Linked DNA regions of Mus musculus: regions 2, 3, 4 and 5 are each linked to region 1. Evidence: chromatin contacts called from public HiChIP or PLAC-seq and promoter capture Hi-C data. All regions are on one chromosome and are shown on one strand. Each heading gives the region's core, a stretch centred on a gene start, on an enhancer-like site or on the middle of the called end of the contact. The rest is flanking DNA. Distances are from core to core; before and after follow the strand shown. Region 1 holds the start of 2410124H12Rik (RIKEN cDNA 2410124H12 gene). Region 2 holds the start of Cldn14 (claudin 14). Region 3 overlaps Dop1b (DOP1 leucine zipper like protein B). Region 4 has its middle 36 kb from the start of Cbr1. Region 5 overlaps Gm30695 (a long non-coding RNA gene).

Region 1 (2,761 bases), core at 116-2,615:
GGGAGGGGCAGTTCAGGAGCTGCCATCTTGGTTTTTGAGACGGTCTCTCATTGCCTAACATTTACCAGGCTAGGCTGTCTGGCCAGTGAAGGGCTGGGGTTTGCCTGTCTGTCTCCAGTTCTCCAGCACTGGGATTATAAACGAACGTGTACTGTCTCGTTCAGCTTTTCTTTATTTTAATGTGGGTTTAGAGACTCAAACGCAGTCCCTCGTTGCTTGCACAGAAAGCCCTAACCACTGAGCTATTTTCCTAACCAGAATTAGTTGTTTTGCTTTTGATATGTTATATAGCTTTAAGCTGCTTCTCTTTGTGTGGCTGCTGAGCCTTGATGGGCTTCCAAAAAGAACCAGGTCCCTAACCCTAACCTGCATCTCCTTTGCTGCTAAATAAGACACCCCCATATAAGTGAGAGACAGTTCTGTGCCCCAGGAACGAGATGCTGAGTGAGGTCACTGTTGGCTGTCACAGAGAGCCAGCCAGCTGTCAGTCTTTGGATCCCAAAAATGTTGGAATGGAAAGGGTGTTCCTTAGCATGTCACTGCTAACAGGAGCAGCCATGTTATGTGTACTGAGTATGTGTACTTTGTGGGAAGAGCACAGGCATTTTTACTGCTGTTTTGTTTTACTCTATTCTATGTGTTGTATGTAGGCAGACATATGTATACATGTACATTGTGTGTAGGACACACAACACCAAGAATGAATCTTATCGTGATTTGCAGACTTAGTTAATCATTGTGTATCGACATTGGCTTATTAGTTTTAATAAATGAACCACACTGCTGCAAAATGTTAGCGATGGGAAACTGGAGTAACACTCAGGGCATCTTCCATTCAGCTTTTCTGTAACCTCAAACTACTCTAAAATGTAACCAACCTCAAACTGCTCTAAAATGCAACCCACAACTCCAAAGATAATAGTATGCCTACACAAACAGTACAGGAGAGCAACCCGCCAGAGGGCAACCCTCAACTTACTGCATTTCCTCATTTCCCCAATAAGCTTGGGTCTAAACCCAGGTGTGTAGATGGATTCTGGCAACAGTGGCAGCAGCTCTTGTTTGCTCCCCGGGTCAGAACAAAAAGGAACAGAGGACGTGAAATTAGAATGGCGTTCTAACCATTCTAAATTGCAATTGTGCCTCTTCGGGATCAATCAGGATATCTTTCAAGAGAATGATTTTATTCTTATAGCCACGAATTGTGGCCTTTTCTCTCCTTTTAAATATACGTAGACTAGAATTCATTCCTCTCTGGAGTCCTGTACCAGCAAATTGCAAGGTCGAGATGAACCAGCTGTGCAAACACTCCCCCTAGTGATGAACGGCAGACTTCCAAAACCCGAGGTTTATCGCTCGCCGTCCCGTTCATTTCTTTAACATCGGGCGTGCGCACACATGCCTTCAGAGAAGCTGGGAGAAGGAAGGAGGAAAGGAGAAGGAGTTGAAAGGAGAAGGGAAGTTTGGATGAAGAGGATGTCGATTGGCTTGGAGAATGGTGGGGTCCAGAGCGCTACTTGCTCCGCCACGAGGTTCTGTCCACTCGCCCTGCTGGAGTCCCCAAGAGGTGATGCTATGGATGCGCTCATGAGGTGAGTATCTGGCAGGCTCTGTTCTAAGCCAGACACTCCTGTTAGGTGTTCAGGTGGATTTTAAAAATTTATTTCAATTAATTAATCAAGCATGGTTTTGTGTGTGTGCGTGTGTGCGTGGTCCGCCTCTCCCTCCTTCTCCCCTTTCCCCCCCCCCCCCGCCCCCGCCCCATGCTGTGGTGCACAGGTGGAGATCAAAAGACGTCTTTTTCTCCTTCTCCGTGTGAGTTCTGGAGCTTGAGCCGGGGACATGAGGTGTGACAAGTGTCTCCCTTGCTCAGCCATCTAGGTGGTTCCCAGGCTAGAATGCTCCCGGTGGTATCTGGGAATATGCCATCATTCTAGAATCTTTCTGGGCGGGAGAGATGTGTTCTTTGGATTCTGACTGTTATGTAGGGAGGGGATATTGGAGGGCAACTCTGGGATTAGGGGGTTGGGACCCAGAGCTTCAGGCTAGGAGACTGTATTTAAAAGACATTGTGGTTTGAGTGTGACGTGCCCGCTACAGGGTTCATACATGCCTGGCTCATGGCACTGTTTTAAAAGTCTGGGGGACATCTGGGGGTCTAGCTAGAGGAAGTGAGCCTGCAGAACTGAACTGAAGATCTCACAGTGGGCTTCTAGCCTGTGATTTCTGTCATGTAACAATGCTGAATGGTCCCGGCTGGAACCCATGTCATTCCTCACGTGCTATACCTTCTCTTAAACTACAGCCAGGATAAATACTCTTTCCCTTAACTACTTCTGCCTGTTACTCTGTCCCAGCGATAAGAATAGTACCTAATACAGGTGTCACTGCCACATAGATGAGAGACACACTGGACAAGAAACAGAGGTGGCAAAAAATAAAACATGAAATAAAAAGCTACCTTCATCTTGGCTTCAGGTCAGCCGGAAACAGCAACTCATCTGACTCTAGTGAAATATGGCAGCCGGTTAGGCAGTCGTGGGTCGATGTCACTTTGCATCAGCAGAGGAAGGTGTCTATCTTAAAGGGATTCTGGGAGGGCTTAAGCCTGTGCTCTGAGGTGTGACCAGGCAGCTAAGTCTCAGTATGAGTTTTCTAAGGCTGCAGGAGACTCAGTACCATCAGCCAGGGGCAGGGAAGGCAGCAACCAATGGACATTTTTTCCCCCTCCAGCTCTGGGGACCACAGGATTAAGTCAGAT
Region 2 (2,761 bases), core at 155-2,654, 1.5 Mb after region 1:
GATAGTTGAGGGTTTTAAATACAATTGCATAGGATTTTTCCCTCTTTGTGCTATTTTTTACCTTTATTAAGAGACAGCTAAGGGGCTGGAGAGATGGCTCAGCAGGTAAGATCACCGACTGCTCTTCCAGAGGTCCTGAGTTCAAATCCCATCAACCACATGGTGGCTCACAACCATCCGTAATGAGATCTGACGCCCTCTTCTGGTGTGTCTGAAGACAGCTACAGTGTATTTACATATAACAATAACTAAATCTTTGGGCCAAAGCGAGTGGGGCTGGAGCAAGCAGAGGTCCCAGCAATCACATGATGGCTCACAACCATCTGTACAGCGACAGTGTAGTCATATACATAAAATAAATCTTAAAAAAAAAAAAGACAGCCAAAAGACTGGAGAGATGGCCCAGTTAGTAAAGTGTTTGCTGTGTAAACTCAAGGGCCCCAAGTTTGATGCCCAGAACTCACATCAAAAGGCAGGCATGGTGGCCAGAGCTTAAAATCCCAGCACTGGAGAGGTGCTGGGTCCCTGGACTCTCTAGTCAGCTAGCTCACTAACCGGTGATCTCTAGGCTAAGGAGAGAGCCTGTCTCAAACAGTAAGGTGGGAAATACTCAAACACATGATCATACACACACACACACACACACACACACACACACACAGAGAGAGAGAGAGAGAGAGATGATGGGTGGATGGATAGATAGATAGAGGAATCAAGCTCTCGTATCTCCTTCTTATTCCCTCCTCCCAAGTGGCTGTGTTGAGCTTGGGGCTCAGGGGCTTAGGTTGAGGTTCTCATGAGGAAGAGGATGCTCTCAAGGCAGAAGTTATGAACAGTGCTGAACCACGCTGGTTCCCCACAAGGAGTCAGAGCGGCCAGAGACAATGATGGCACCTCCCCAGGTGACAAACAGTCTCCAAGCATCTCCATTCATGTTTGCTCTCAATTGAGACCCAGAAAGCGAAGAGGGAGCTTTGCCCGGATACTGTAGGACCACATCCCTGCCCTCCCTAGGTCCTCAGCAGCTTGGGTGCCCTTTACCCCCAACGTCTTAGGGTCCCCTCCACACCCAGGACCGAGGACCCTTGGAGAACGTTCACTTTCGCCAGGCCACCGACCTGCCTTTCAACTCAACCACCCACACACCTGACAGGCAGGGCCCAGCTTTGGAGATAAATGCCTGCCGGCTGCAGCCACTCCACTCACATACAGAACAGCTCCAGTCCCATCCACCTTGATGCTCTCAGGTAGACCACGGAGACACAGCAAGGACACCACAGTCTTCTGGCTTTGCCTCATTCGCCGAATGGAAGCTCTAAGGCCAGTGTGTTTGAGAGAGAGTTGTCTGGTCAATTACGGTCTCTGAGTCGGGCCTGCGTGGGCACACATGCCCTCTGGTTAGAAGATTAACCAGCCAGTGCGCCCTACAAGGTGGCCCTGCTGAGGCAAACTTTCAAGACCAACCGGAAATGTCCTATCTGCGTTTGGAACAAGAATGCCAGAGATATCTACACACGGCCGTCTAATGGGTCCCTGTGGCTGGTAGGTGAAACCTCATCTCTCCTACCCACTGCTCTGTGTCAGCCTTTTCTGACCTCCCTGCTCTGGCTCTGTTGACTATTGGTCACCAGACTCCTTTGCCGCAGCTGCTGGCCACAGGGACGCATCCCCCGAGCCGTCCACCTGATGGTTGGCCCCATGTGGCTGTGGACTTTTTCCTTGTTGAGCAATTTGCTTTCCCAATCCTGATGAGGGCTGTGAGGGAATTCTGGGAAAGGAGCGACTTCTCTTTCAGGCCATTTTTGCTATAATGGCTGAGGGATGACTCTGTTGCAGTCTGTAGGTAGGAAATGACGCTGAGTAGGTCAAGGGTCGTAGCACTGAATGAGGGATGGTGTAACAGGAGTCGAAGATAAGAGTCAAAAGGAGAAGACAGTCTTCTCAGTAGGTAGGAGATGGCGGCCTGGAGACCTCAAAGTGGCACAGGGACCTGTCCTGGCCGGGAATGCCTGCAGGTCCGTCAGGTGTCTGGAGTGTGATTTTTGGGATGCCAGGGTGTGCTGAGAACCACTGAGTTGTCTTTCTGTTGATTTCATTTGCCCTCTATGCCACTGAACCAAGGTGTCCCATGGCACTCTGCAGTCACGGGAACTTCAGAGGGGACGCTGTAGAAAACTATGTTGGCAGGTGGCCCTGGGCATGGTTGTGCAGAAAGGAAAGGGGTCTCACAATCTTCTTCATGAGAATGTCTCTCAACAAAACCCCTCTCATCAAGCCCTGCCTATCAGCTCCTGGTGGTGCCACCCTGAGAACCAAGGCTTGGCGTGTGGAGACGGCTGGTCCTCGGTGTGGCAAGGTTTTGCCACATATTTTATATATAAATATGAAAGAAGAGATCCAAAAGCATTGAGTTGACAGTAGCTAGGTGTCCGTACCCATGCTCATGAGGAAGGTGTTCTAGGCATACTGTGCCCTCTGTTATGAATGGAAACACCCTCCTCCCATCTGCTCTTCCTGTGGCCAAGAGCCAAATGGAGAACCTGGGAGAATGGGCCACGTTAGGGCTTAAGGTCGTGACTGTGAACTTCTGGCAGTGACCTTGTCTTAGTAAGGGTTTCTATTCCTGCACAAACATCATGACCAAGAAGCAAGTTGGGGAGGAAAGGGTTTATTCGGCTTACACTTCCATGTTGCTGTTCATCACCAAGGAAGTCAGGACTGGAACTCAAGCAGGTTAGGCAGTAGGAGCTGATGCAGAGGC
Region 3 (2,761 bases), core at 161-2,660, 1.3 Mb after region 1:
AATTCCTAGGGAAAAAATCACTTATGTTTTTCCAAAGTGTAACTAATGCTCACAATCCCTGGATATTGCTAAGAGCCGGGTGCCCAGTGCACCAACCCCAAGCTTATGCGGTGCTGGGGATCAAACCCAGGGCCTTCCATACTCTAACTTGACACTCTCCCAACTGAGATACCTCTTCCAGCTAAAGGACAATTTTACAATGCTCTGTCTCTGTTTTGCCCATGACTTGATACAGTTCCAGTGGGCATTGTCTCCTTTAAGCCAACGATCACCTCAGAGCTAATTTGTCATCTCTAGCAATTCTGGTTTAAAGTCCTTTGTCATTTTGTGATTTCCAGAGGATTTACACCGTTGGTTTAACAGGAAGAAGCCCACGTGCAAAGAGGCGTGTGGTGAATCTGAGCCGCAGGAGGGTGCCCCTGAGGAACGCCTGCCTCGAGGACAGTTCACCACCGTGGATCGAGAAGCCATCTGGGCTGAAGTAGAGAAGGAACCAGAGAAATGCCCACCAAGAAGTGATCTAAGTGAGGAAGACCTGCCCTACTATGTGGACCTTCCAGACAGGATGACCTCTGGTGGCGGGGATAGCAGTGAGCACACAGAGTCTGCAGACACGAGCTCTGGCCACACTGACAGTGAGAACACATCCACTTTCTCATCTCCCTCCCACGATCTGCAGGACCTGAGCCACGAGGAAAACTGCTGTGCTCCGATCCCCATCGGGGGCAGGGCATACTCCAAGCGAGCGGCCTTGCTGGCAGCCTTCCAGCCAGAAAGCCCCAGGTCCAATGCCAGGTTAAGCCTGGTGCGAGCAGACTCAGACAAGACACAGGCTTCCGAGTCGTTTTCCAGTGACGAGGAGGCTGACGTGGAGCTCCAAGCCATCACCACATCGAGGCTGTTGAAGCAGCAGAGGGAGAAGCAGGAGACAGTCGAGGCCTTGTTCAAACACATCTTGCTCTACCTGCAGCCCTACGACTCCCAGAGGGTCCTGTATGCCTTCTCCGTACTGGAGGCCGTGCTTAAGACCAATCCCAAGGAGTTCATTGAGGCTGTGTCCAGGACGGGCATAGACACCAGCTCCACCGCGCACCTCAACCTCATCTCCAACCTCCTGGCACGCCACCAGGAGGCCCTCATCGGCCAGAGCTTTTATGGCAAGCTGCAGACCCAGGCCCCCAATGTCTGCCCCCACTCCCTGCTCATTGAACTCCTTACCTACCTCTGCCTGAGCTTCCTCCGCTCCTACTACCCCTGCTACCTGAAGGTCTGCCACAGGGACATCCTTGGCAACCGCGACGTGCAGGTCAAGAGCGTGGAGGTCCTCATTAGGATTACAGCACAGCTGGTCTCCATGGCCAAGTCGGCGGAAGGGAAGAACACGGAGTTCATCCACAGCCTGCTGCAGAGGTGCAAGGTCCAGGAGTTCGTCCTGCTCTCGCTGTCCGCGTCCATGTACACCAGCCAGAAGCGCTACGGCCTGGCCACCGCCGACCGGGGCGGCAGGCTCCTCGCGGAGGACAGCCTCTTTGAGGAGAGCCTCATCAATCTGGGGCAGGACCAGATCTGGAGCGAGCACCCACTGCAGATCGAGCTGCTCAAGCTGCTGCAGGCCCTCATCGTCCTGGAGCACCACCTGGGCCAGGGCCAGGAGGAGGCGGAGACTCAGCCGGCCCTATCCCGAGAGTGGCAGAGGGCTCTCAACTTCCAGCAGGCCATCGGTGCCATGCAGTACGTGCAGCCCCACCCCCTCACCTCCCAGGGCCTTCTGGTCTCAGCTGTGGTGAGAGGGCTGCAGCCCGCCTATGGCTACGGCATGCACCCCGCCTGGGTGAGCCTGGTCACGCATTCCTTGCCATACTTTGGAAAGTCTCTGGGCTGGACAGTGACACCCTTTGTTATCCAGATTTGCAAAAATTTGGACGATCTGGTCAAGCAATATGAAAGTGAATCTGTCAAGTTCACCATCAGGTATGCTGGAATCTTATTGGCAGATTTTGTAATAAATGTCTCTGTTGCCAAGGCAGTTGAAAGATAATCAACCCCCTCAGAAGGCTGGGGACTGTCATCAGCAGGAGTGTACCTGCTTCCATCCTTTGGCTTTAACCCCACATGTCTCCTGCTAGCATCTATGAACCCGAGGGTCCATCTGGATGGCCTTACATACATAGTATACACGGGTGAGCTCTGTGCTAATTGATACCCTGTGTAAATAAATCCACACAGCAACCCAGGCCTTCTCAGAGGTGCCAGCCAGTTAGTTAACTCTGTTAGTTTTGCAAAATAGAAATAAACAAAACCAGAATCAGCTTTAGAGTAACTCTAAAACACCTAAAACCATTTTTCAGTAGTGACTTTATAACATAAAGCAGCACCCAAAATGCCCGTGCTTTCGGGAGCCCAGTCAGTCAAACACAGCGAGTCGATCGCTGTGTTCTGTGTTTACGTGTCAGGCTGCAACCTTCATGGCCTTATGTTCTTTCAAATTCTCAAAACCAATTTCTTGTTTTTTAAATATTCTTCTAATACTTACCATTGTGTGTATGCGCGTGTGTGTGTGCATGCATGTGTGTTTTCAAGGACAAGATGGGATGCTGTTCTTTTCTTCTAAGTTGGTTCTGGGACAAACTCAGGTCACCACCTTTACCCCCCATTATTTTATTTAACAATTTCTCATTTCTTCTCCATAGTACAACCTCAAAGAAGGAAAACATTTCTCCTGACTACCCGCTCACTCTTCTGGAAGGTCTTACGACCATTA
Region 4 (2,761 bases), core at 194-2,693, 1.2 Mb after region 1:
CTATCCTGGCATTAGGAAGGGTCCAGTAACAGCAGAAACCTGTGAGAAATCTTCCTTATAATGGCAGGCTAGCCAAGTAAGAGTTACTTAGGCCTTAACACCCACGACATGCCAACATTAAAGCAAAATGATTTAAAGAGCTTAAACCATCAACAAGATAAGGAAGTAATTTTTCACAAAATCCTCCAACAAGGCAAAACTCCAAGACCACATGGATTCAAAGCTGAATTCTCCAAACCTTTAGAGAAATCACAGAGTTTAGTGTAAATATGAATGAGGGTGTCTCGGTCATCCTGAACACCTCAAAAAACAAAAACAAAAACAAAACAAAACAAAACAAACAAAAAAACCGAAAAAACAGCTACTACAGCTGATATGGCCTCACACTCTTGCTGCACAATATAAAATCTGATTTTATCCAAAGAAAAAAAAATGCAAAGTTTTTTTTATTCTTGAAAAATGGAAAGAGTTTTCAGTCTTGTCTAGCCCACCATCCCTGACCTGGACCCTGATTTGTCCTGACAGGTTCTGCTAGAGGACGGTCTAGCCTGAAATAGCCCAGTGCCATCCCACATGACTGCATGGTAGAGATGGACTAGCTCCAGAACACACATCCACAGGCACAGGGCTGGTGTGAGCACAGGGCTGGTGTGAGCACAAGGCTGGTGTGAGCACAGGGCTGGTGTGAGCAGAGGCACCTTTCAAGCTTGACTCTCAAATTCCCCAAGTGTTTCCCCCTCTTGAGTCTCTACAACACTGAGACACATTAAGTACTTACTAAATGCCTCTCTGTCTACTAAACTAACCAAAGGACTTGTCACATCTATGTAAACTCTGCATTCCTGTGTACTTGGGTGTGTCATGTGTCCATGTGCACATATGTTCATGTGTGCATGTATGTGTGCCTATGTGTATATGCATGTTATATGTGCAAGTGTGTGCATATGCTTGTATTGTGCATGTGTGTATGGGTGTGTGTACATGTGTATGTCATGTTTGCATGTGTATGTCATGCTTGCATGTGTACATTTGTATATTATGTATGTCTGTACATATGTGTGTCTTCGGGCGCACTTGCCCATGTGGGTGCTTGCGAAGATCAAAGATTTATCCTGTGGTGTCTTCCTCAATCTCTTCTCCTCTTTACTTTTTTAAAGGTTTATTTTATTTTTAATTTGTGTGTGTGTGTGTGTGTGTGTGTGTGTGTGTGTGTGTGTGTATGTGTGTGTGTTTGTATAGGCATGTGCAAACACATGGCTGCTGATGCTTTCAGACACTAGAAGTGCTGGAAACTGTTGGAGCTGGCGTTTCAGCTAGTTGTGAGCTCCATGTTATGGGTCCCGGGATTCAAACCCTGGTCCTGGGGAAGGGCAGCCAATGCTCCTCACTGCTGAGCTGTCTCTCTGCTCCCTCCCTTCAGCTTTTTGTCAGCCAGAATTTCTGAGTGACCCTGGAGTTTACCATCTCTGCTACACTGTCCTGATCTCCTGGCACTGGCACTGGCACAAGGCACCATGGCTGGCTGACAAGTGCCTGGTTGCTGGGAATCTGAACTAAGGTCCTCGTACTTACATAGCAAGCACTTTATCTGCTGAGTCATCTCCTCAGCTCGTAGACATTTCCTGAAGGAATAGTTTCGACATAGAAACACTCCTGTAAAGCCAGCGAAGCTTTAAAGTGGAATTTGTGTTTTTGCTCATCTGATGAAAAATAATATTTGACAAGAATCTGTTCACTAAGAAGAAGAGGGGACAGTGAGGTGGCTCAGTGGGCAAGGGTGCTTGTCTCCATCCTGACAACCTGCGTTTAATCCCAGAACCCATGTGGGAAAAAGAAAAAATAGCTCCCATAAGCTCTTCTCTGAGCTACACACACATGCATGCGTGTACACGCACACACACACACACACACATGAATGAGCAAATAAGTAAATAACTGTGAAGGAGAGGAAGCAGAGGGTGTGCTAGGGATGTGGCTCAGTGCTGGAGCAATGGCCTAGAATATACAAAGTCCTGGCTTTGATTCCCCATGCAGGAAAAAATGGGGAGGGGAGACAGGGAGTTAAAAGTAGACAGAATTTAGGATATAATTCAGATAAAGCAAGTCTTGCCTCTAATTCAGCCTACTTTTCCGTCCACTAGCCACCCTGTCTAACCAAGAGTGTCTCCTGGTTCATGCTCAATGTCCCTTTCAGCACAGCTCACAGAGACCTCTTGTGATTGCCATTTCCAGTTGTCACCTTGACTATATCTGGAATGAACTACAATCCAGAATTGGAGGGCACACCTGTGATCAAGATCTTGAGGCATGGTGTCCATGAAAAGCTTAGGCCCAGACAAGGTGGTGCATGCCTTTAATCTGGTCCACACCTTCGGCTGGAGGCCTACATAAGGACACTGGAAGGAGGAAGACTCACTCCTCTCTGTCTGCTTGCACTTGCTTGTCTGCACATCTGTTGGAACCTACTTCTTCAGGATCCCAGCTTCTACAGAAGCCTCGCAGGACTGAGCAGCTTCTTGGCCTTCCCATCCACAGCTGCCCGTTGTTGGGTGAGTTGGACTGCAGACTGTAAGTCACTCCAGTAATTTCCTTTAATCTACAGAGACATCCCATAAGTCCTGTGACTCTAGAGAAGCCTGACTAATACATCTTGGGTTCCTGGAAAGCTGTGAGGTTTCTAAGGCTGAGGACGCAAGAAGCGAGGTTCAGGTTCCCACTAAGCACACCAACAGCCTACAAGGAACATGAGGAACAGCCAGGA
Region 5 (2,761 bases), core at 157-2,656, 1.0 Mb after region 1:
GGTGTTAGCATTCAGGGCCCATAAGGAGGCAGAATCATTGGCAATCATACTCGCCTAAGAGCTTGCACAGTACCTTCTGATCTTGTGAACACTAGCCAGCATGGAGGGAGCTTCTAGCTCAGTCATGGCTTTTCCCAGCTTGGTTTCTCCATGTCGTGAATTCACAGTGTCCCTAGCAATATAATCTTGTCTCACAGTCACAGCCTGTAGCCATAAGAGCCCGTGTGGTGTACCACTCCAACACCGTGATTCTCTTCAATAACCTTATAGTTTCCATGTACATCTCTGCCCCCATGCAGCATGCCTTCTGATTTTAGGCTGTTGTACAGTTTTCTCAATTACCTTGTCCTGTATCATCTGCACTGATAAAGCTTCCAAATATTTAACAGCTGTACCTCATCCTTGCATCTTGTTGATTTCCTACCCTTGCTCCTTTAGGTACCGTGCACATCCTTCTGGAAAACTTGGACTCAGAACTTCAAACTCTATAATAAAACCTTTTATAATGTGTGGGTAGGATCTCTGAGAGCCCAAAACCATCTGTTTTAAACAAATAGTGATTGATCTTGGAATTCAACAGCCAAAAGAATGAAAAACATAGTCAGGTATAATACAGCAATAATCCAATTGTTTTTATTAAATCATTTCCTCAAAAGAGCAATGTTGTATTCCATGACATGAGGGAAGCACTGTCTAACTTAGCTCTCAATAACTCACATTCATTCTCCATGAGCCATACTGCCTCCTCATTCTATGTCATCTCCCAGCTGGGTGGGGTCATCTCATGTCACCTGTTTCTGAGCCCAGCCTGGATCTGAGAGGTGGCAAGGCTATGTCATCATCTGCTGAGCCCTCCATTCAAGCCAACTTGCCATTCCTGACTCCTAGAAGGGCCTTGAGTGAGATAAACAACCCCTATCCCCTCACACACACACACACACACACACACACACACACACACACACACACACACAATATACATTTCTGCAAGCCAGAAATGTACAAAGCATGCTAGGGGTGGGGATAGCTGCCCACTGCTGGGTATGTTTAATTGTTTACCCACCCAATTGTCAGTTCTCCCTTTTACCCAACAGCTGAACTGCTTGTTGGGACGTAATGCCTCCCAGAGATGAGCAGGCACTGAATGTGCCATCTTGTCTGTATTCTTCTGGGGATCCCCACTCAGTACCGATACCCCCACATTTGCTCTTAAATAATCTAAACAAATACTTTGCTCTTTTTTCTCTCTCTCATGAATGTGGTGAAGTTTTAGGGGAGGTTGGGAATCAGGATGTGGAACTCAGAAGGGATCGAGTTGCAGAAAACCTGCAGCAGACATCCCAGAGCTGAGGGCTGAGGCCTGGGGAACAACATTCTCTGGAGATGACTAGACAGCCTTACAGACCAACCCCCTGAGTGTGCCTGAGGCCCAGGACAGGGCTGGTGCCAGGACCACTACGAAACTGTCTTGGGGGCAGTTAGACACACCAAAGAACTCAGAAAAATATGAGTGCTAACATTCTAGACACAAACCAGAGGGACAAGAAGAGACAGAAAGAGTCTCTGTTTCTCCTCTGTGCCTTTTCTCAGCTGTGACTTCCATACTCTTGTGAATGCCAAGGCAGTCAAGAATATTAAAAGGCTGATGTGCACAGAGGTCCAAAATGTCTGTCAGAAAACACCCAAACTGGAGGCTGCCTAGAGCTTAGGAAACTCATGTTTCGCTCCATTTGAAACATTAGGGTTAGTTCTCATCCACATCAAAAGATTACATCTAGAAGTGAATTCGTTCTCATTTCAAACAAACATTTAAAGTCCAATTAGCTCCCTTTTAATTCAATGCCAACCACTTAAAGAAAGGCGCTGAGAGTCTGTATACGGCATTTCTATTACTCCTCCCTTCCTCTCCTCTCTCCAACTCCTATGTTGTTGTCCCTGCCCCCAAATTCATCATTTTTTTATTATTCTGACATACATACATACATACATACATACATACATACATACATACATACCCAACTTTCTGAGTCTATTTAATATTGCTCACATATACATGTTTTTAAGGTTGACCATTCCGGACTAAATAGCCAGTTTTGGGGGGGGGGGCATCCCTGGGGAAGACTAATTCTCCCTCTCCCAGCAGCTGTTAAATGTCTGTATCTCTTCATCTAGGGGTGGAGGCCTCAGGATATTCCCCCATCCGAGTTAGCATGACTGCTGGTTTAGAGCCTACTCAACAGGAGGGAATCTATGCCTGGTACTGTAGAGCCAACTACCCATAATTGGTGAGGCTGGGGACGTAGAGGAAATCCTACTATTGACACTTTTCCCAACTAATATAATCATCCTATAATTCTAAACACTCATCCACTTAAATATTTTAAGAGCTTCTCTGGACAATAGGGAAGAGTCCTATGAACCGCTACCATCAAAGCATGGACATGGCTTGATTTGCATTTTTTCTGCACATTTGCTGAGTTATCTATCTTCCTTGGAAAGTGTCTGCTCAGTTCTTTTTCCTATTTGTTAATTGGATTGTTTGTGCTTTGGGATCTTAGGGGTTTTTAAATATTCTGGTTATTTATCTCCAGTTAGATGGATAGCTGGAAATCTTGTTCTCCTACCCTGCAGGCTGTTTCTTCGGTTAGGGTTTCCTCTGCTATGCTGGTGCTGTAGAATTTAAGGCACTCCTATTTGATTCTTGCATGATCCCTAAACTATTAGTCTCCACCTCAGTACAGACAGAAAATCACTGTCTGTA

The links. Promoter capture Hi-C pulls out the DNA fragments that hold promoters and counts their contacts. HiChIP or PLAC-seq counts read pairs in DNA pulled down with a chosen protein or histone mark.
Region 2: a promoter capture Hi-C map of liver shows a contact between it and region 1, with 2.4 times the contacts expected there. The contact joins the promoter of Cldn14 here to the promoter of 2410124H12Rik in region 1. A contact is called at or near these places in 2 of 39 promoter capture datasets (both in liver).
Region 3: a promoter capture Hi-C map of liver shows a contact between it and region 1, with 4 times the contacts expected there. The contact joins the enhancer-like site here to the promoter of 2410124H12Rik in region 1. A contact is called at or near these places in 3 of 39 promoter capture datasets (liver and stem cell-derived epiblast-like cells).
Region 4: a contact with region 1 is called in a promoter capture Hi-C map of the C10 cell line, with 6 times the contacts expected there. The contact joins the enhancer-like site here to the promoter of 2410124H12Rik in region 1. A contact is called at or near these places in 8 of 39 promoter capture datasets (the 3T3-L1 cell line, the C10 cell line, embryonic stem cells and 4 more), 1 of 484 Hi-C or Micro-C datasets (bone marrow-derived macrophages), 2 of 115 datasets of contacts at active chromatin or transcription factors (differentiating embryonic stem cells and stem cell-derived neural progenitor cells) and 1 of 9 other capture datasets (liver).
Region 5: a contact with region 1 is called in an H3K27ac HiChIP or PLAC-seq map of embryonic fibroblasts, with 43 times the contacts expected there. The contact joins the enhancer-like site here to the promoter of 2410124H12Rik in region 1. A contact is called at or near these places in 17 of 39 promoter capture datasets (3T3-L1-derived adipocytes, the C10 cell line, the HPC-7 cell line and 11 more), 2 of 15 datasets of contacts at CTCF or cohesin (the NIH/3T3 cell line and large pre-B cells), 1 of 484 Hi-C or Micro-C datasets (bone marrow-derived macrophages), 3 of 115 datasets of contacts at active chromatin or transcription factors (embryonic fibroblasts, embryonic stem cells and stem cell-derived neural progenitor cells) and 2 of 9 other capture datasets (adipose tissue and macrophages).

What each region holds. Positions count from the first base shown.
Region 1 is chr16:92,477,377-92,480,137 of GRCm38.p6, forward strand. It overlaps 2410124H12Rik (RIKEN cDNA 2410124H12 gene), which reads left to right and starts at 1,366. Exons shown (of 3, transcript NR_165041.1): 1 at 1,366-1,592.
Region 2 is chr16:93,928,163-93,930,923 of GRCm38.p6, forward strand. It overlaps Cldn14 (claudin 14), which reads right to left and starts at 1,405. Exons shown (of 2, transcript NM_001165925.1): 1 at 1,147-1,405. It overlaps Gm31012 (a long non-coding RNA gene), which reads left to right and starts at 1,180. Exons shown (of 2, transcript XR_385072.3): 1 at 1,180-1,542.
Region 3 is chr16:93,769,056-93,771,816 of GRCm38.p6, forward strand. Dop1b (DOP1 leucine zipper like protein B) reads left to right here. Exons shown (of 37, transcript NM_027293.1): 19 at 339-1,971; 20 at 2,691-2,761. Among named protein-coding and RNA genes, the nearest start is that of 2310043M15Rik, 24 kb to the right of the region's middle. Within about 2 kb of position 1,411, at least 12 of the 459 cell types and tissues checked have an H3K27ac peak or open chromatin away from gene starts, as enhancers often do. A contact at or near this core is called in liver, where this site is marked.
Region 4 is chr16:93,642,663-93,645,423 of GRCm38.p6, forward strand. No RefSeq gene overlaps it. Among named protein-coding and RNA genes, the nearest start is that of Cbr1, 36 kb to the left of the region's middle. Within about 2 kb of position 1,444, at least 8 of the 459 cell types and tissues checked have an H3K27ac peak or open chromatin away from gene starts, as enhancers often do.
Region 5 is chr16:93,519,300-93,522,060 of GRCm38.p6, forward strand. The region is part of intron 2 of Gm30695 (a long non-coding RNA gene); the gene reads right to left. Among named protein-coding and RNA genes, the nearest start is that of Gm30695, 11 kb to the right of the region's middle. Within about 2 kb of position 1,407, at least 19 of the 459 cell types and tissues checked have an H3K27ac peak or open chromatin away from gene starts, as enhancers often do. A contact at or near this core is called in embryonic fibroblasts, where this site is marked.